Linked DNA regions of Hordeum vulgare: regions 2 and 3 are each linked to region 1. A link is a contact called in public Hi-C data. All regions are on one chromosome and are shown on one strand. Each heading gives the region's core, a stretch centred on a gene start, on an enhancer-like site or on the middle of the called end of the contact. The rest is flanking DNA. Distances are from core to core; before and after follow the strand shown. Region 1 holds the start of LOC123401528 (GPI ethanolamine phosphate transferase 1). Region 2 holds the start of LOC123404552. Region 3 holds the start of LOC123403510.

Evidence for each region. Hi-C and Micro-C count contacts between places; a contact is called where the count stands out from the background.
Region 2: a Hi-C map of leaf shows a contact between it and region 1, with 2.5 times the contacts expected there. The contact joins the promoter of LOC123404552 here to the promoter of LOC123401528 in region 1. A contact is called at or near these places in 2 of 6 Hi-C or Micro-C datasets (leaf and seedling).
Region 3: a Hi-C map of leaf shows a contact between it and region 1, with 2.8 times the contacts expected there. The contact joins the promoter of LOC123403510 here to the promoter of LOC123401528 in region 1. A contact is called at or near these places in 2 of 6 Hi-C or Micro-C datasets (both in leaf).

The regions. Positions count from the first base shown.
Region 1 is chr6H:313,925,179-313,928,174 of MorexV3_pseudomolecules_assembly, reverse strand. It overlaps LOC123401528 (GPI ethanolamine phosphate transferase 1), which reads left to right and starts at 1,260. Exons shown (of 18, transcript XM_045095356.1): 1 at 1,260-1,553; 2 at 1,685-1,876. The coding sequence starts at 1,343.
Region 2 is chr6H:313,287,191-313,290,223 of MorexV3_pseudomolecules_assembly, reverse strand. It overlaps LOC123404552, which reads left to right and starts at 1,613. Exons shown (of 5, transcript XM_045098480.1): 1 at 1,613-2,017. It overlaps LOC123404554, which reads left to right. Exons shown (of 5, transcript XM_045098491.1): 5 at 1-1,005. The coding sequence ends at 662.
Region 3 is chr6H:314,777,749-314,780,637 of MorexV3_pseudomolecules_assembly, reverse strand. It overlaps LOC123403510, which reads right to left and starts at 1,609. Exons shown (of 2, transcript XM_045097441.1): 1 at 1,317-1,609.

The sequences.
Region 1 (2,996 bases), core at 11-2,510:
GGGCCAGGGTCGTTGCTGCCTGATGCTACATCGACCACTCCGTCGTCGACTTTGGCTACGCCGTGAAGCTCTTGCTACCAGATCAGTTGCCCATCTTTGAGAACTCATACCCTCACCATTGGTCTCTACGTCGCCAACTGAACTCGCCGCCGCCATCGCAGGCCAAAGAGAAGAGAACAAGCGGAAAAGAGGAATCGAGTGAGCGGGAGAGACGGTCGCCAACCCCCTTCGTCTCCCTGTGCTCATGTGACACTATGGAGTGGACCCTGGAAGTCAAAAAATATGGTTAATCGTTCATGAGTGTTTATAAGTTCTTTAGTAAAGAAAATTGTGGATTTTTGGGCCGAGTAAGAAATGTGATGGCAATTGGGGACTAGTGTTTTTATCTTGGGAAAATCTAAGAAGAAGCGCCGCAGCATAGCTTTCTCATGCGGCGGGCTCGTACAACCCTATGTCCATGCAAGAATATTCTATTTCATGCTTACATCATTGCATTAAATGTTTTTTTCAAATTTTAAAAACGATTTATCTCACAGATTAATAATTTGATTGGAGATTCGCCTTCACCGTTAGGTTCATCTCGGCGAGGCCTCAAAAATAAGATCCCATGTTGACATGTTGCGTTGATTTTTTTTTCATTGTTCCTAGTTACCACATTTATGTCATCATAGTTGTCATCTTACGAGTGTAGAGTTGTTACAAAAATTACATGTAGTTACCGCGACGGTATTTTTTTTAAGCATTACATGTTATGTGAAGCTAAAAAGTAGGTATTAAGGCACTAACAATAAGCAAGTAAATGCATGAATTAGCACAAGTACAATGAATCAAGTTTTTTAGTGGGGTATATTGACATTCATAAATCCGATAACCAAGTTGATTTAATATGAGAACTATATGACAAATAATGTGACAAGTGATAGTAATCTGACAAATACCGACGAAAACAAAAGTTATCTAAACATGTCGACATGTGATCTAGTTTTGAAGATCTCATTGCGACAAAGTCACTGATAAAAACAAATCATTAATTAAGATAACAGTTTAAGAGATAAATCTTTTTAAACAAAAGAATATTTAATAATATTATACTTGTGTAATTTTGCACGCATACAAGAAATAGATGGAAGAGAGCCGCCGACTAATACGCGGCGCCGCTCCCAGCGAAGTCCTTTTATCTTTTTGCAATTCACTCCAATGTTGCGTTAAGCTGACATCAGCACACTGGTGCGCACCAGTCGACAGTCGTGTCAGTCCAACGCCTTCCCGCTTCCCGTCCCTTCTCAGTCCCAGATCCACCTGACCAGCTCCCTTCGACGGCTCAGCCGGTGCCCGCCGTGCAATGGCCGGCCGCCCCCGCCCGCAGGCGCACTCGTCGTCCGCCTCCACGCGGCGGCGCGAGCGGTGGCTGGTCGTCCTCGGCATCGCGCTCCACGCCGTCTACATGCTGAGCATATTCGATATCTACTTCAAGTCCCCCATCGTCCACGGCATGGCCCCCGTGCCGCCCCGCCTCTCCGCGCCCCCCGCCAAGCGCCTCGTCCTCCTTGTTGGTTCGTCGCCCCGCCCTCTCCTCCTCCTCTTCTGATCCTGCCGCCCAGGCTTTCAGTCTATTTGGGGGTTTTCGTCCGTGTTTTTTGTGGGTGCGATGCGGTGAGGGTTTTGAAAATTATGGTGGCTGCAGCGGACGGGCTCAGGGCGGACAAGTTCTTCGAGCCGGACGAGCGGGGAAGGTACAGGGCACCATTCCTGCGTGGGGTGATTGAGGAGAAGGGCCGGTGGGGCGTCAGCCACGCGCGGCCGCCCACCGAGTCCAGGCCAGGGCACGTCGCCATCATCGCCGGCTTCTACGAGGATCCCAGTGCTGTAACAAAAGGTGCGCTGTTTGACCTCTAGTTCCAGTGTATCTCTATTGGACAGTAGTATTCTTCATGTTCATAAGAGCTACGATGTTGGTTGTCGGTGCTTACTGCCAACCTGAATTCATACTGTGAGTTGTGGGTTACTGCCAGCCTGAATTCATACTGTTAGTTGTGGTTACTGCCAACCCCATAACACACTTGGTTCATACATTTTAATGCTCCAAAATCGTTACTTATTCTTAATAATCACACTTCGAAGATCTGTACGGCTCTGGCACAGCTTACAGAGGGGGGTTGGGGGCAATGGATGCAAGATGAGGACGATTCTTGTCTCCAGCTCTGGGAAGGAGAGGGGTGGGTGGGTGGTAATGGAGGTGAGGTTGGGGAAAAGCAGTAGGCTGGAGCAGCGCAGGGGTGTACAACACGTCAACATTATTAGTTATTTTAGTTTTTAGGAGTTATGTGAGCAATTTCATTAGAACTCACTGTCTCAGTTACAACATTGGTGTTAGTGTTTGTGGTGGGTGTTTGCAGATAAGAACAGTGACAGATTAAGTCATGGCAATACCTTTGGATTCGACAAGCCTCACATGGACTGATGAACATGCTTTCACAACAAGTCATTCAACTTGCTGTGATCTTCTAGTCTACTGGATTCAGTTTCTGTATTGCCTAATCTGGTAAGGGCTTCCTTGGTAGTTATCAGTGTTGGAGTTATACTCCCTCCGTTCCTAAATATAAGTCTTTTTAGAGATTCCACTAAGGGACTACATACGGAGCAAAATAAGTGAATCTAACTCTAATGTATGTCTATATACATCCATATGTAGTTTTCTAGTGGAAACTCTAAAAAGACTTATATTTAGGAACGGAGGGAGTATTAGTGATGTCTTTTGGTCTTTTGCATTCTAGTCTCTTGGCATCCTCCTGAAGACTTTTGGCATCCTCATGTATGTGTATATATGGTGGCTTTGGCCTCTTAATAATACAAGTTGCATATTTCCTGACATGGTATTAGAACTTAGGTTCTTTTTTCGGGCGTCGCAACTCGCCCTTCCGATCCAATCTTGCGCTCTTTGGTGCCCCGTGTCTTCTCTCTAGTCAAATTCCCATCCAAGATCTCCGTTGTGGGCT
Region 2 (3,033 bases), core at 364-2,863, 640 kb after region 1:
AATCAAGCAAGGACAATAGTGGCGTCATGTGGATATCATTACCTGACCGCCTTGAAGATCCTCGTAAACCATTTCAGTACTCAAACAGTTCTGGCTCTCCACGTGTTTCAGAGTCAGGATCTGACATTTATAGCAAGAGAGAGGTCATACAGAAGCTGAGGCAGCACCTGAAGAGACGTGATGAGATGATCATGGAGATTCAAGCTCAGATTGCTGGCCTTAAGAACTCTCTTGCCATCCAGGAGACACAGTCGTCCAATTTGCAGTCTCAGCTGGAGTCTGCTAACCGAGATATATTTGAATCCGAGCGGGAGATCCAGTATCTGAGGAAGATCATCACGGACCATTGTATTGGCGAAGCACTCTCTCACGGTAAACCATTGCATGTTGGACACTGGCAGTCAGATGCCACCAATGGCCATGCTAATGGCTACGCCAATAGCAGCGTCGATGACCACGAGCTGCATTTTATTGGTATTGGGAAGAAGAGAGAAGAGTTGGAGAGGATGGAGATGCTCAAGAGGGAGGTGGGTGAGCTGAAGGAAGTTATCGGAGGGAAAGATTTCGTGCTTGGCAGCTACAAGGAGCAGAAGGTGGAACTCTGCTCTCAGATCAGGGAATTGCAGGAAAAACTCTCCTCGCATGTGCCGAACATATTGTAGGATCTACTGGTAAAGGAGCAGCAGCTGTAGCCCATGTTCCCATGCGGTCTTGCACCACTGATTTGCAGGAAAACCTGCCGGTGCACAGGCCGAACATCCTAGGATATTTGCAGAATGTTAGGTTGATTGGTTTCTTTCTTTCTTCTCGGCAGTATTGTTAGGTTGGTTTGCATCAGTTTCCGCCCTTGGTTGCTTGGAATTACAACGTTTTTTCCCCCTCAGTTGCTGGACCTAGGGTAGCTAAATTAATGGGAAGTTGACACTCCAGACTTATGGTGCTGTACATTTTTTTTTTTGCAGGCACGTCTGTGTGATGTTTAGAGAAATATCCTTTCCTTTCTAATGTTTGGTCGGTGACATTTCTATGCTATACTCAACTAACCTAGTTTGAAACCACTACTCATTTTGGATAGAAGAAAGTACCTTTTTTTTCCTCGACAAAGGTGAATTTTTATTAGCTCAAAACAAAATGGTATCTTTTTTCTCGGCAGAAAAGGAGTTTCTCATTAATTAACCTGGTGGATCGTCACAGCAGCTTCCATACAATCCATTTCGAGAATGAAGGGTAGCTGATCATAGCCGTAGCTTCCATACAACCCGTTTCGAGAATGAAGGGCAGCGAGCTCCATGCCAAAGCCAGCGCTAAGCTCAAGATGGTTTGGCCTGCCTTGTCACGTACTAGCACCATACCCGCTCCTCCACTATCATATACTCCCTTCATTTCTAAATATAAGTCTTTTTAGAGGTTCAACTAACGGACTACATACGGATGTATATATACATATTTTAGAATATAGATTCATTCATTTTGCTTCGTATGTAAGACTTATATTTAGGTACGGAGGGAGTACTCCCTTCGTTTATAAATATAAGTCTTTTTAGAGATTTTACTCCCTTCATTTATAAATATAAGTCTTTTTAAAGATTTTACTGTAACATTACTAAATCATAATTTTAGACCACTTTCAGATTTTCCTCATCAGCCTGTCCTTCAATCATTTCGCAAATTAAAAAAACACCTGTCCTTTAATCAACTCAGTGACCTGTTTTCTGAACATTCATTTCTCGCCGGATATGTAGAGAGAGAGAGAGAGAGCATCAGAATTTAATGCGCAGCTCTGCGGACTCGTCACACCTCTTTCATCCTTGCGTCTGGATTTTTCTTTTCAAGCAATTCCGAAATTCTCTTGTGTTAACCTCAATAACAACAACAACAGCAAAATCTCTTCTTCGTTGGCCTCCCCATCCTCGCCGTGTTCTCGGAGCCTGGTCGTCTCTCGCGAGGCTATCCGTTGGCTCTTGAAAAAGGGGAACACCCAGCAGATTTCCGGAGTTAAAACCCATCAGAATCGAAGGTGAGTCCCCCTTCCCTCGTTTCTTCTCCCTTCTTAGTTCGCGTGATTGTTTCGCCTGGTTTCTTCTATGTGGGAGTTGTTGGTTTTTGTTGATTTAGATGAATTTTGGGACTGAGAAGAACCAGGAAGCGCAACTTTGCTACAGGATGGCAAACACATGAGAAATTAGGCAAACTACTAGTCTTCTTCTTCTTGTGGTTTTCTAGTATTTGCGGGTGAGTTCTTGTTCCCTGCCTACTTGCCTGCTGTACCGTAGTTACTACTTGAGTTCTTGTTCCCTGCCTACTTGCCTGCTGTACCGTAGTTACTGCTCGCTTACCACAACAACTTCTGCTGCATGCAGTTAAGTCCATTAAACGTAGTACAGCTTTTCCCTGTTCTTCAACTTTTTAAACCGTCACGGCGGAATCGGCGCATGGCTCTCCAACTCCAATCCCCGGTACGCCATCCGGAGTAGATTCTGTGCGTATCGTCTTCTTGCCGGACGCCGGTTCTTCTTGCTCTTCTCTTCTGAGCGAGTGTTCTTGCCGTTCGGGCCAGCAGCTTCCCGTTGATTTGGTACTATGCGTACATCTCCTCTCTGCTTCTCAATTCTCATGCTTCTCATGTTTCCCTTTTTTCAAAAGGAGGATTACCTCCGGTTTCATGCATACGGCCCCACATACTCCTTTCTCATGTGAGAACTGAGAACAAGTTCGATTCTTTTATCGCCTAAATAAAATATTTCAATTCTTTTAGGTCTTAGTAGTAGTAGGTTATTGTACCAGATTGTACGGTTGTGGTACCGTGTTTAGGCCAGTAGCATATCAAGATCATCTCTGGCGTTTGGTGGGTGCGGCCAGATTTGGGTCTAAGTTTTGACTTTTGGATGCTTATGGTGCACGCTTCTTCGGTTTGTTTGCGGTTTGTATTGTACTACTACTACTGGTTCATGCAAATAATGTGGTGCCTGGGCTGTTTGAACATCTAGTTTACACCAAGTGCAGTTTTGCCCTTTTGGCTGGCAGGAATAAGCC
Region 3 (2,889 bases), core at 360-2,859, 850 kb before region 1:
ATAACAAACTGGCACAAATGAACTTATTTGGTAGACAGGATGCCAATTGTACCATAGCATATTTGATTAATGAAAGCTCTCTTTTCACCAAAAAGAATCCTCTATCGTCAGAATATCATGACATAAAAGGGCGTGTCAAGCACACAATAGAATAAGTCAAAGCCTCCTTTGCATAGGAGCCACATACTGGTAGGCTAAATTTAGTCGAGCAATTTGTGCAATATTTGAACCTTTATGACAGCGAATCCTCTCGACCCCTATTGAGCAGATGACAGAATCACGCAATAAAATCCCCTAGTTCATACCGATCGATAAATCTGCGAAACACACCGTATTATATAACTAGCGGATTTGGTTAGGTTAGTCCAAGTCGTACCTAATAGCTACAGCTTTAAAATATTACCCCTCCAAGTAGAACCATCTTGCATGGTCAACATTCATAACCACACGCATATTTTCAAGGATAATTCGAAGTTTTTTTGAAATTATCAGGATAATTCGAAGTGTTTATTCAGTTTACTAGACGGTCTGATGTTCCAGGATTTGTTGCCGTGGGAAAGAGCACCAGAGTTAGGGGATGCTACCTTTGTAACTCCAAATCTAGCCGAGGTCACCTTGACCACACGTTGGCTTACACGAGAGACGAGACAGATTGGCGGTTCTCTACCCAAGAAATTGGTACTCTAGCAGGACTAGGTGGTACCATATGTGAGACATGTCCTGAGACGACTTGAAAGAGACACAGGGCAAGACAATTTTTACCCTACTTACAAGAAACGACCCAGTGGAATTATAATGGAAAAATTATATATGATGTACTCTAAAATGAAAACACAGGACAAACTATGATCTACTCTAAAATGGAAGGAAACAAAACACTGTGGCTTGCCATATCTGCTAGCAAGATCGAATAGCAAACCGTACCTTAGCTGTGTACCACCTGAACAAAAGGGAGAGAAAAATATAGAGCTGTTTGCTCCTACCACATACTCATCATATATAACCGTGGATGTGGATAAACCCAATTGTAAACGAAATCCCACCGATTAAAGAAGAGGGGAAATGAGATCTAAGTAAGCTTATACGGCTGAATTCCCATAATCACAACATCCAGTGCAGAAACCTCAAAACAATCGATGAAGGGGGCGGGACTCTCTGAATCAAGAATCCATTCGCCAAGGGAATATGTATGGACAGTCGGACAAGAAACACGCAAGCAAACAAACAAGGAACGGAAAGGAAAGCAAGACGGAGCAGAGCACCAAATCCTGGAGGAGGTAAGAAGAGGCTGCTCAGGGAGAAGGGCGGGGAATCACCTAGGATCTATCTCAATGGAGGAGATGGAGGAGGAGACCCTGCTGTCTTTGCGCAGAGAGAGAGAAAGAGAGAGAGAGAGATTCTGTTTTGTTGGAGAGAGAGAGAGAGGGGGGTTGGAGGGAGAGAGATTCTGTTAGACAAGGAGGGAGGGCGCGTGTATATGGTATCAGGCCGATGGAGTCTGGTTGTATCCTCGTGGGTGCGCTACCGCTACGTCACATGACGGTGCCGGTTGGCCTCCCACACGGCGCTTTCTTTTCCACGCACGCACGCACCTAGTACCTGGCTCCGCTCGGCCCGCGGCGCAGCCGAGCTGGCTTAAATGACTGCCTGATTGGCCGATCTCCCTCTCATTGTTTGTATGGTGCACATTTCGTTGGGGTACGCTTCGCGAGGGCCCCCGCTATGGTGGATTCTTCTTCCTTCCCAGGAGTGTTTGCTTTTGTGCAAGTGTGACAGCACGTTGGGTAGGTAATTTGAGGCGGAAATTTGATGGCGATGTCTTCAGCATCTGCATCTGATTACTAGTCAAGTTTTTTTTTTTTTTTTTTTTTTTTTTTTTTTTTTTTGCGGGGGATGATTACTAGTAGTACGTACGAGTCAGGTTAAAGGCAGGCAAGTCATTGTTTTGATCCTAATTGTGTACAACGCCTATGAGATTTGACGTTTCACGAGTTTCTCAGGTTTGGGAACTCGAGGTCTAAGGACCATCCAACCAGTGAAGGATCTTGTGTTGTTGGTACTCATTTTTCATTCTACTTCCTTAACGAAGAAACATGATTTTTTTTTCTTGTTGTTGTTGAGGGGGAACGAAGAAACATGATTCGCAGAAGCTTCTATTACTGGTTTTAAATACAGGGCCATTAAGAAAAATATAATTTTTTAATCAATACTAGCACAAATGCCGTGCGTTGCAATGAGAGACATTGCCACATGGCTCATGCTTCAACTTATTTTCGTCCGTCCCGTTTACTCGTCCGAGTTTGTTATGAACATCTCCTTCCCCGTCTCTAGTGGATCATCATGTACCTAGGTAGCGAGCTTCTTCACTTTCATAAATGCAGCCTTCAGTTGAAATGTGATGTTTCGTCGTGTATGTTGTCTTCTTAGAAGGGATAGACGTAGAGCACGTAATATGGTCATTGCACACATAAAAATTTAATCAACTAGCTACAATTTTTTTTTCAATGCAAGCATGTCTTAGGAAGGAATATTTCTTCATTTCCCCTTTTAATTGCCCACCATATTTCTTAAGCATTCATTAGGGAATCTCGTCTCTTAATTATCCCACATGTAGTACTGATTCCTCCTTGTTTAATTGCCCACCATATTTATCCTTCATGTTTTATTTTCTTCTTCTTTCGAAGATCCTTCCTTGCTTCAATCCTACCTTTCTGGACACTCACTCGTTATCCTTCGATCACCATTTTTTTTCTTTTTTTTCTTATTTCGAAGATCCTTCCTTGCTTCAATACTTCCTTTCTGGGCACCCACTCGTTATCTTTCGATCATCAATTTCCAAGCCGACTTATTAAGGTGATTGATGACGGGTAACTTGAACATGTATATAAA